2 separate regions of the Pan troglodytes genome follow, and region 1 is linked to region 2. The links are chromatin contacts, called in public HiChIP or PLAC-seq maps. All regions are on one chromosome and are shown on one strand. The core of a region is the stretch at or near the end of the contact, and the rest is flanking DNA. Distances in the headings are between cores, read along the strand shown.

Evidence for each region. HiChIP or PLAC-seq counts read pairs in DNA pulled down with a chosen protein or histone mark.
Region 1: a contact with region 2 is called in an H3K4me3 HiChIP or PLAC-seq map of stem cell-derived excitatory neurons, with 20 times the contacts expected there. The contact joins the promoter of INSIG1 here to the promoter of LOC101058317 in region 2. A contact is called at or near these places in 1 of 7 Hi-C or Micro-C datasets (stem cell-derived neural progenitor cells) and 1 of 1 datasets of contacts at active chromatin or transcription factors (stem cell-derived excitatory neurons).

Annotation. Positions count from the first base shown.
Region 1 is chr6:170,331,295-170,336,406 of NHGRI_mPanTro3-v2.0_pri, reverse strand. INSIG1 (insulin induced gene 1) reads right to left here and starts at 3,275. Exons shown (of 6, transcript XM_001145726.8): 1 at 2,881-3,275; 2 at 2,144-2,582. The coding sequence starts at 2,555.
Region 2 is chr6:170,040,192-170,045,018 of NHGRI_mPanTro3-v2.0_pri, reverse strand. It overlaps LOC101058317, which reads right to left and starts at 1,437. Exons shown (of 2, transcript XM_063815957.1): 1 at 752-1,437; 2 at 1-399. The coding sequence starts at 1,437. The coding sequence ends at 778. PAXIP1 (PAX interacting protein 1) reads left to right here and starts at 1,380. Exons shown (of 21, transcript XM_054655398.2): 1 at 1,380-1,516. The coding sequence starts at 1,436.

The sequences.
Region 1 (5,112 bases), core at 2,026-4,525, 290 kb before region 2:
CAGCCTCAAATCCCAGCTTGCCCTCTGATGGGACGTGGCTCTGCATGTTTGTTTTCTCATGTGTAAAATTATAAGGATTATGTAACTGGGACACAGAGAAAGAGATCACTGTGGTCTGGAATAGTTATTCTTTATAGACACGAACTTGGAATTTGGACAGGTGGGAAGGAATGGCATTCCAAAAGAAGTAAAATGGCAAAGATGAAGGCAGGAATGAATGTCTGTAGGGGGGAGTGGGGTGCCGGCCCGTGGGGTTGGATGCTGGGACACAAGGGTCACTGTGTCCCAGGGCTCTTGAGAACCCTGCAATTGTTTCACCTCAGTCTAGTATGAAAGAAATATACATTTTAGGTTCAACTGAGAAACAAGAAACACAGTTTGCATCAAACATTCAGATAAAAAATGTTCAGTTTTCAATTGATTATACTTCATCAGGTTCTAATTTTGGAGTTCTGAAAAATGGACCCCCCAAATTAACTTTACTTCACTATAGCTTAATAAATAAATAGGTAAAAAACATACTATGAAAAATTTTACTTATGCTCTTGGCTGATGGTTTAAAAAAAAGTAGAATATGAGAGTATGAGAAATTGTCCAGATATTCCTAGAAACCCTTGAGGCTCCAATTACATATACTGAAGGCTAAACTATTTCATTTCTAAGATCAAGTTTTGGTTAAAGGAAAGAAACTATTCTGCCAAATGTATATGAAACATGGAATTTTAAATCTAGATATAGTTCTCAAAAAATTTTCAATTAGTACAGCCACATAAAGTGTTTCGAAAAACGAAAGAGGATCCCGTCCCTCCGAGAACAAATATGAAAACATTCTACCCACTACTTAATAATTACAGACACCTGTCCTAGTTCTTGAACACACAGCCCTCTGTTAATCTGCTACAAACCTCTTTGCTGCTTGCTGTTTTCAGTGAGTCAACTGAGGCAATGTGTTTCCACAGTGCAGGAGACACACCTACCAAGGCAGCAGGAGCAGTTAGCAACGATGGCTTGGCCCCTTTCTACCTGCGCACCCTTGGATGTGACTTCACCTGTGATTCAGTTTCCACATCTATAAATGAAGCTACACATGGGATTGCTGTAAGGAATGAACATAGCAAAGCATCTGAAGCCTATGGTCAGCAGTCAGCTGACAAACGTCAGCCACAAAGCAAACAGGATGCTCCCTGCACTGCACTGGAGTCACTGACATACTGGTTTGTTTTCCCCACCAGACTCTAAGCTGCTTAAGGATAGGGGCTTGTGGTGCTCACTTTTGGATTAACATTTCAACAGCTTATAGAGTTGAGGTTGCAGAAAGCACCCGACAAGCTCGTTAAATAAACAAATGCTGTGTGACTACAGGAGCAGTAAGTGATCTGCTGAGCCTAGATCGACTCAACATTTCTATAAAAGCGGTTCGATGATAGCCAGGAAAGTCTAGTACACACACCCAGCAGTCCCCGTGTCCACAGTTCAGACTGACCCAGTGTTACGTTGTACAGCATCTATGCTACTGCTTGGGTGTACGAAAATCTAAACGCCGTAAGGGGGTTACTCTTTTCCTTAAGAACGTAATCTACAGAGCTCTAACAGTTCAGGGGGTAGACGGTTTGGCTTCAGACCACAGTTTACTCAGCGACCCGGCAAAAGGAAGTGCTGAGAAGTTGCTCCCCTGGCAACCGCCTCCTGAACCCATGTGACGGGTTTGTTTTCAGTTATCCAGCAGGGTAGCATGTTTGCTGCCGCGACCAATGGCCTTTCAGTCCCGCTGCTCACCAGTTCCCCAGGCGGCCAATCCGGGGCGGCTGGCGCGGGATGACAGCTGGGGCTGTACCCGGACGCCAGGAGGGAAGGGCCCTCAGTCAGCTTGGCACAGCACCTGCTTGAACAGCCAATTATCTCCCTGCCTCATCTCCATCACTGTGCTTCCTCAAACTTCAGAGAGCTGTGGCCCGAACCCGCCCTCGGGGGTGCCAGGTCCTCTCTACCCCTCCTTCATTTCTCTAAATCCCAAGACTGGAGATGCACACTTTCAATCTGTGGATAGTTCCAGTTTCAAATGCATGTTTCTTATAGGCTGAAAAGTACTTTCAACCGAAAAGACACCCTTTTTACTTCCAGAAGAACCAGGAGGGGTACTCACCAGCTGCTGTCCCGCAGCAGGGAGGGACCCACCAGGCGGAGGAAAAGATGGTGGCGATCACCTCCTCGGGGAAGAGAGTGACATTCCTCTGGATCTGCAGCAGGTTGAGCACCAGGGCTAGGACCACCCCAACCGAGAAGAGCACGAGGCTCCTCTGCACCAGGCGATGATGCCAGGTGTTGGGGTAGGGGCTGCCGGGCTCGGGGCCGCTCATCGCAGCACTGCGGCCCCTGGGCGCGGGGTCAGCGTCCGGGGCACCGTGGGCCGCCAGCAGGGAGGGCCCGGACACGGAAACGTTGATCATCTCCCCAACCTTGGCCGCCAGCCCCGCGGCGCTGGCTCGCGGGGGGCCTCGGCGCCTCGCGCTGTGCGCACGGGAGCAGCTCCAGAAGTGGTCGTGCAATCTGGGCATCGGTCACCCGCGTCCAAGAGGCGCTTCCTGGAAGAAGGGGGTCATCAAGTTCACTCAGAAGAGACAAAGAGCGAGGAAGGCCCCGCGGGACGCGAACCCCGGCACCCGGGCCAGGCGGCAGCGCCGCCCCCCAGGTTAGAGCCCCGGGCGCCCGCCCGGGGCCAGCGGCGGACGGGACCCGCGCTCACAGCGAGCAGCACCCCCGGCCCCAGCGGGACCCGCGTCCCAAAGACCCAACGGGGCCCGCGCCCGCCTACCTCCGGGGAGGACCGGCTGCTGCGCGACCAAAGCCCGCCCGCGACCCCTATCCCAGCCGGCCGCGTACCTGGCCGAGAGGCGCCCGCCCGCCGGCTCTCCGAACGGAGGCGGGGCGGGGGAAAGGAGGAGTCACGGCCCGGGACGGCCCCAAGTGCGGCCGCAGCGCCTGGCGGGCGCGCGGGTTTATATGGCGGGCCGCGGAGCCCGCATCACGTGAGCCTGCCCGGCCTACCCGCCGCCTGCGCGCACCGCCCAGGGGCGTGGCCTGAGTTTGCCCCGCCCCGCCCGCGAGCCCGTCCGCACGCGGTCTGGTGAGGCGGCCGCAACCAATGGGAGGCCGGCGGCCCATATGACGTGCACACACGCCACCGCCGGCCCGCGCGCGCGCTCGGGCGGGAGCCTCGGCAGGGACTGCGGGGCGCGTGGCGGCTGCGGGGCACGCGGGCCCGAGCGGGACTGGCCGGCTGCGAGTGGGCGGCCGCGGAGCTGGGGCCTGGGAGGGGACGGTCCTGCCGGGAGGAGGCGGAGGCAGGACAGGGTGGGGTTGCGGGCCCGGCGCCGCCCCTCCCGGCTCCTGGCTCCCCTCGCCTGGTGTCCCGCGCCTGGCCGGGAGGCGGCGGGTCTCGATCGCGCGGGCCTCCCTGGAGGGGCGCGGGCTCTGGCGGCGGGGCCGGACCCTGCTCAGCGCAATGGCGGGCTTGCATCCTTGGGTGATTTTTTCGGGCCCCTTGTGGCCTTTGCTCACGCCTGGAGAGCAAACCACCCGCACCACCCAGGAGCAGATAAAATCGAGACCACAGTTCTCCAAGGGAGCGCGCCTCCATCCTGTTTGCCCCTCGGGTCGCCGTCTGAGGGCGGGCCCGTGCCCGCTCAGAGCCTACATCCGAGTCGTATAAAGCGCTGACAGCAGAGAAAGCTGCGGCTTTGCTCCGTGCAGATGAGCAGGGGCTGAGGGAGGACGCTGTGCTCTCAGTAGCCGCGACCTATCCAGCTGCTCTGCACTGGGCCCCTGACATCCCAGAAATCAGTACATCTGTCTTCTGGGGTCCAAGAGGTATTTCAGTTTCTCTGGCTTTGTTTCCCGTCATTTGTACCTGGCCCTGCAGACTACCCCAGTATTTCCATCATAATACCCCTGTGGGCAGGTGCATACCTCATGACAATATTTAATATTAATAGATTTCTGTGTTGTCTCCAGAATGGAAAGGGGCTATCTATTCCTTGAGCTAGTTGGCTTGCTGAAGACTATTGACTTCATTCTTCTTTTCCTATCTACCTAATAAACCAGTGTTAATACAACCCAGCCTCTCTGACTCTGTCCCTCCTCTCATCTGTACTGGGACATTATGAACCATGGAAGATCCTGGAGTCATAGAGGCACCCTGTGGCTCTGTGGCTGTTGCACTTACACTGACCAAGATGTCCCGTGGGAATGTGGGAGGGTTGCCCGTGGGGTTCCTGCTGAGGGCCTCCGGCGTGGCCTCTGAGTCGTAGGTAGAGATTGTCACTGCGTTCCCAGTGTGTGTTTGCCCAGGTGCCTGTGGAGTCTGGCCCCATGAAGAAATGCAGCCCGGGATAAAGACAGTGGGAGAGTTTGAGTTTACCCCCTTGAATACCCCCTTTGAAGACCGAGCCTCCATATCAGTAACCACATTCCAAGATTTTCAGGGGTTGAAATTTGCTTATCCTCAAGCAAAGCTGTTGTTGATTTTGTTTCCCTGCTAATCGTGGGCCGTGTGTTGAAGATAATGGGGTTCATTCTCTTCAGCCCCTGTCAGCCACTCTGAGTTAAGCATTTAGGGAAATCTGCTCATGATGGCACCGTTTAGTTCTTAATTGCCCCACAATACAGTAATCATCACAGATGTGGCCTTACTCTAGGGTTGTTGACTATTGTTGAGTTAAACACCTCGCCATGCCTTCCCAGATCACTAAGTAACCCTCAGAGTGGTGGCCTCTGTACTGAACAGGCTGGCGGAAGGGAGCACAGGACGGCTGTAGCTCTTTCGGATACGGAAGAATCATGCACTCATAAAGGCCTAAAGACTGGGAGGTGTCACGTAGTGAGCAATCTCGCCTTTAGTCTGTTCTTGCTGTTCTTTTTATTATAACATTAATAACCATTTGTAAGAAATATTCTTAAGATAAAGTAGATTACCAAATATATATTTTTTCATATAAAAGCATCACATGCTCATTGTAAAACATCGTGGAAAAATATATTTTAAAGAAATCGTCTATAATCCTACCAACTAGAGATAACCATTGTTAACATTTTGGGGTATGTATTTCCAAATAT
Region 2 (4,827 bases), core at 188-2,687:
CAATCCGCCCACCTCGGCCTCCTAAAGGCTAGGATTACAGGCGTGAGCCACCGCGCCCGGCCCCTTCTCTTTTTTAAAACCAATTTCACTAACATTTACTTAAAAATGATTTTCTGCTTGGCAGAAGTGACTTAAGGCATGTGGGGGAGACACTGCGGGTCTGTCTCAGATTCCTTTAGACACCAATGCTCCACAGTTTTACGACTAGGTAATAGTCCGATAATCACCCATGAGTTCCTGGACTCCGGTTTGTTGTGGGATTGGAAATAAACGAGAAAGGCTGCGTTCGTCATCATGGCCTTATTTCTTCTCCCAACTTCCGGTCGTGCAGGTGTCTTGGGCAGGTGATCCCGAGGCCACTCTGCCGTGTTCTGTGAATCTTGGCGGAAGGGAGGCGAGCTGTAAATAAAAGCGTGACCATTAGAATCGCCGCTGTGTAGTATTAACCTGTTGAGCGCGGGGCTTCCCGGGGCTGGAGCTGCACCGCGGGCTCTGCTGTCTGGGACTCTCCTCCAGCGCCGACCCGACAGGACGCCAGGGACCAGGCCGGTCCGGCCGGGACAGCGGGGCCTCGGGCAGCGACGGGGCCGGGCCTCCCCCCAGCACGTCCCCAGCTCGGGCGCTGAGGCCTTGCGGAGACCCCAGGACTCGCCGCGGAGGCCACCAGTGCGCGTCTCGCGTGGCGCTACGGCCTCGGGAATTCCGTCACGGCATAGCCGGGTCCAGCGCGGTGTAGACCCGGGCCCCGTACCTTGCTCGGCCAGAGCGGCTCAGGTACTACTGCAGGTCCGGCTGCACTCGCGGCCACTGCGAACAGCCGGGACACCCAACCCCACTCTGCCCAGGGCCAACAAGCCCGAGGAGGCCGCAGAAACGCTCCCGCTCCCGCTCCCACTCGCGGCCCCAAGGCCCCACCCCCTCCGCCGCGCGCATGCGCCGCCCCCGAGCAGCCGCATGTGGCGACGGGAGGGGCCTGCCAGCTCCCCTCCTCCCCGGGACCGGCTCACTCCGGCCCCGCCGAGGGGGGAGCGGGTTTCCCCTCGTCCTCGGGGCCCGCTCGTTGCAGAGCGGCGGCCATGGAACCGCAAGGGCCAGAGCGGGCTGGCAGGCGCCAGCTACCCCGGAGCCGTGGGTGGCGGCAGAGGCGCGCGGCGTCACTGGAGGCCGGGCGGCTCCTCGGCGCTCCCCCTCGGTGGCCGGGGCGGGATGGTGCGTCCCGCAGGGCGCGCGCGGCTCCCGCGCTTCGGGCGCTCGGCGCGGGCGCGGGCGGGGGCGCGGAGGGCGGGGGAGCGGACCCCGATTCGCAGGACCGGGCCTGGGCTGCGCGGGCAGGGCCGTTGGCGGGGCGAGTGGGGGCGCCGGGCGCCGCGGGGGCCGGGGGCGGGGGGTGGGCGGGGCCGGGCGCCGCCGCGGAGCCTCCCGGGCCGCCGCGATCATGTCGGACCAGGCGCCCAAAGTTCCTGAGGAGATGTTCAGGGAGGTCAAGTATTACGCGGTGGGCGACATCGACCCGCAGGTACCGCGCCCGCCCCTGCCGCGGCCTCCTCCCCCGTCCGCGTCCCCGTCCGTCCCCGTCCCCGTCCCCGCTCCTGCCGCGGGCGCGCGCCGGGCGCAGAGCGTCGGGTCCGCCGAGGCCGCTGGCCTGACTGCGCTGAGGGCAGGGGCGACCGCGGGGTGGGCGCGGGAGGCCGGGGCCCGGGGGAGTGCGGGAGGGAGGGCGGCCGGGGCGCCTGGGGCTCTGTACCTCGGCCCCTAGTGCGCGCCCTGACCCCCCGGCCTGCGGCCCTGGGGTCGCCGCCCCCCACCCACCGGGCCGCCTCGTTCTCTGCTCCTTTGCTGAGCGGGACGGGCGCGGGGTCGCGTCTCCCCATTCCCCGCGCCGGGCGTCTCGGCTCCCGGGAGAGCAGCTCCGAGGGCGGACGAGGGGCGCCGGGATCCCCAGCCGGGGCAGCTCGCGCGGGGACCCCAGCCTCGCTCGGCCGGCGGGGGTCGTGGCCGTGCACCGGCTTGGCCGCCTCCGCCACCCGGGCAGCTGCCGTCCTGTGCGGGGCTGAGGAGGGCTCCCTTCCACCCTGTGTCCCTGCACGTGGGGGCTGGCATTCGTCTTCCTTGATTTTCCCACTTGGACGATTAATTTTACGGTACCCTGGTAACACTATCACATTACACATTTAATTTTGTGTAGTTTGGGCTCACGCCAAGGGATATTGTGGGTTTTCCTTAGTATTCCTATAATAATATATCTGTTTGATGTCACACAGTTATCAGTCCGTGGTAGGAATGCATCTTAGTTGAATATCCTCTTCAGGTTAATCTTCAAAATATTTCCTTCTTAAAAGTTTAACTGTACAGTAATGTTGCCTTGGGTGTGACATCAGTGGCCCCCACCTTGGAGGATGGGGATCCCCTGTGACCAGAGTTAGGCCTGGAAGGGCGGAGACTCATATTTCGCAGATAAACTTGGATGGTGTAGAAGGAATTGTAGAAGGCTGAGTGATCTTGGCCTTCTTGAGGTTCGTCCTTGTATGTTAGTAACAACTTTTTGGACTCTTTTTGCCCTGTAACTTTAGGGTAAAGAGACTTCAAGGCCGGGTTTACCCCTGTAATCCTAGCACTTTGGGAGGCCAAGGCGGGTGGATCACCTGACGTCAGGAGTTCGAGACCAGCCTGGCCAACATGGTGAAGGCTCATCTCTACTAAAAATACAAAAATTAGCCGGGCGTGGTGGCGGGCGCCTGTGGTCTCAGCTACTCGGGAGGCTGAGGCAGGAGAATTGCTGGAACCTGGGAGGTGGAGGTTGCAGTGAGCCGAGATCGCGCCACTGCACTCCAGCCTGGGCAACAACAGCGAGACTCCGTCTCAAAAAAAAAAAAAAAAAAAAAGCCTTCTATGAATTTACAGAGTAAAACAGTTGCTGAACACGGAGAGATCAAGATGAGTGCCTGTAACAGTGTTAGCTTTTTCCAGTATTGATGATTCCCCAGCCCCCCTTTTTTTTTTGTTTGTTTTTTTGTTTTTGTTTTTTGCTATCCACCATTTTTCTCTTCCCCCTCCTTCCTAGCCTTCGTGTTTCATTTTAGGACTTTGGCTCTTATAGGGGACTTGAACCAAATGTTACTTAAAACCTGGAACAAGTTGAACTGGAACCATATTTACTCGACTTCGAATCAAATCTAAATGCTTAAAAATGTCCTTGGCAAACCACTTTGATCTGAAACAGTAGATTTTCTGAAAAGTTTTGAGCCTGGACATCTGATTCTCTGACTCTTATGACTGTGGATTATAAGTTCACATGTTGACCATCTAATATGAGGCAGGCATGGACTAGGTGCCAGGTATAATACAGAGGTGAAGAGGACATGGTACCTGCCCTTGAGCGCCCCTCATTGGTGGGGGAGGGAGCACACCTGGACATATCACAGTACAAGGTGTAGCAGATTTCTCCACTGGGGTGCAAAGTAGACACCACTGAAATGTCACTCAGTAGATGTCATTTCAGTTGGGTTTTGAGATAAGCAGAAGTTAAGAACATGAAGGAATATTTTCATGTGGAGCGTATGTGCTGAGGAATGAAGGCATTCATGCGTTTGGGATACATCGGGATGATCACTATATCTGGAACAGAGTGATATGAGATAAATCTATTAAGATACTCAGTAGTGTGGAGATTGAAGAGAAGCTATTGGTTTTGGCATCCTCAAAGTTCGTGAAAACCGAGTAAAGTGTTTTTGGTAGAGTGTTGGTGGAAGGGGCTGGATTGCAGGGAGTTGAAGAGTGAATGGAAACTGAGAACAGAAAGGTTAGACTCTTCAGGAAGTTTGTCCTGAGAAGGAAATAGAGAAGGTGCCTGAGGAAGAGAGGGCTGGGGAGGGATCTGTGTTGCGTCACAAGCGCGTGGAAGGATGTGGGTAACTTTACTGTTTACAGGTGGAGGGAACATAGCTATGGACAGGGAAACTCATGAAGAAGGGAGTAGGATCAGAAACAGACTGGAGGATAGGAAAAGGAGGGGGCCTTTTCTGAAGACCAGTCGAATGGATGCGTGAAGCTAAAAATGCTTAGAGGTCAAGGGAAGGAAGAAAGCTAAAGTGGCCCATGGCCAGTGACCGCTGTTTTTTCAGTTACTAAATATTGAGCCTCTGCTCTAGTTCATATCTATTAGTGGTCAGTAAAGTATTCTGAAAAGGTTGTCTAGCTTGTGGGTGACTTTATTTTTTTTTTGAGGTTGGAGCAAAAGTTTAATAAGTGAAAGAAGAAAGCTCTCTGCTGCAGAGAGGGGACCTGGAAGAGGGTTGCCCTTGTGGGTCACTTGAGCTTTGTGGGCACCATGTCACTTTGACAGTTGGTGTGCACTGTCAGCTTAGACACTACCTACCTCTTCTGAAGCACTTGACTGTCGACTGTTCCTTAACCCTCACTTCCTTGGCTTCTGTTGACGCTCCTCTCCTGTGATACTGCGCTTCCCTACCTGTCCCTGAAGTTATCAGTTGCTGTGTCTACTCTCTAGCTCCCCTCCCATTCTGCACTGCGACCACCTTCACGCTCATGGCTGTGGCTCCCATCTATGTAATAATGCTGATGACTTTCTGTCAGGGAGATCCACATCTTTTCCTAGCTGCAACTGGATGCCTCTTGCCAGATATTAACACGACCCCCAAAGAATGGCATGCCCAAACTAAAACACGTCCTTGCGTCCCCACCTGCCAGCCTTCTGATGTGTTCCTCAGTGAGTGGTACTCACCACCATTTCAGTCTGGACTTTGCTCTTTTGCTTATACCCCTTCCAGACACCAAGGCTTGCAGATTCTCTCACATCTTCCTCCTTTC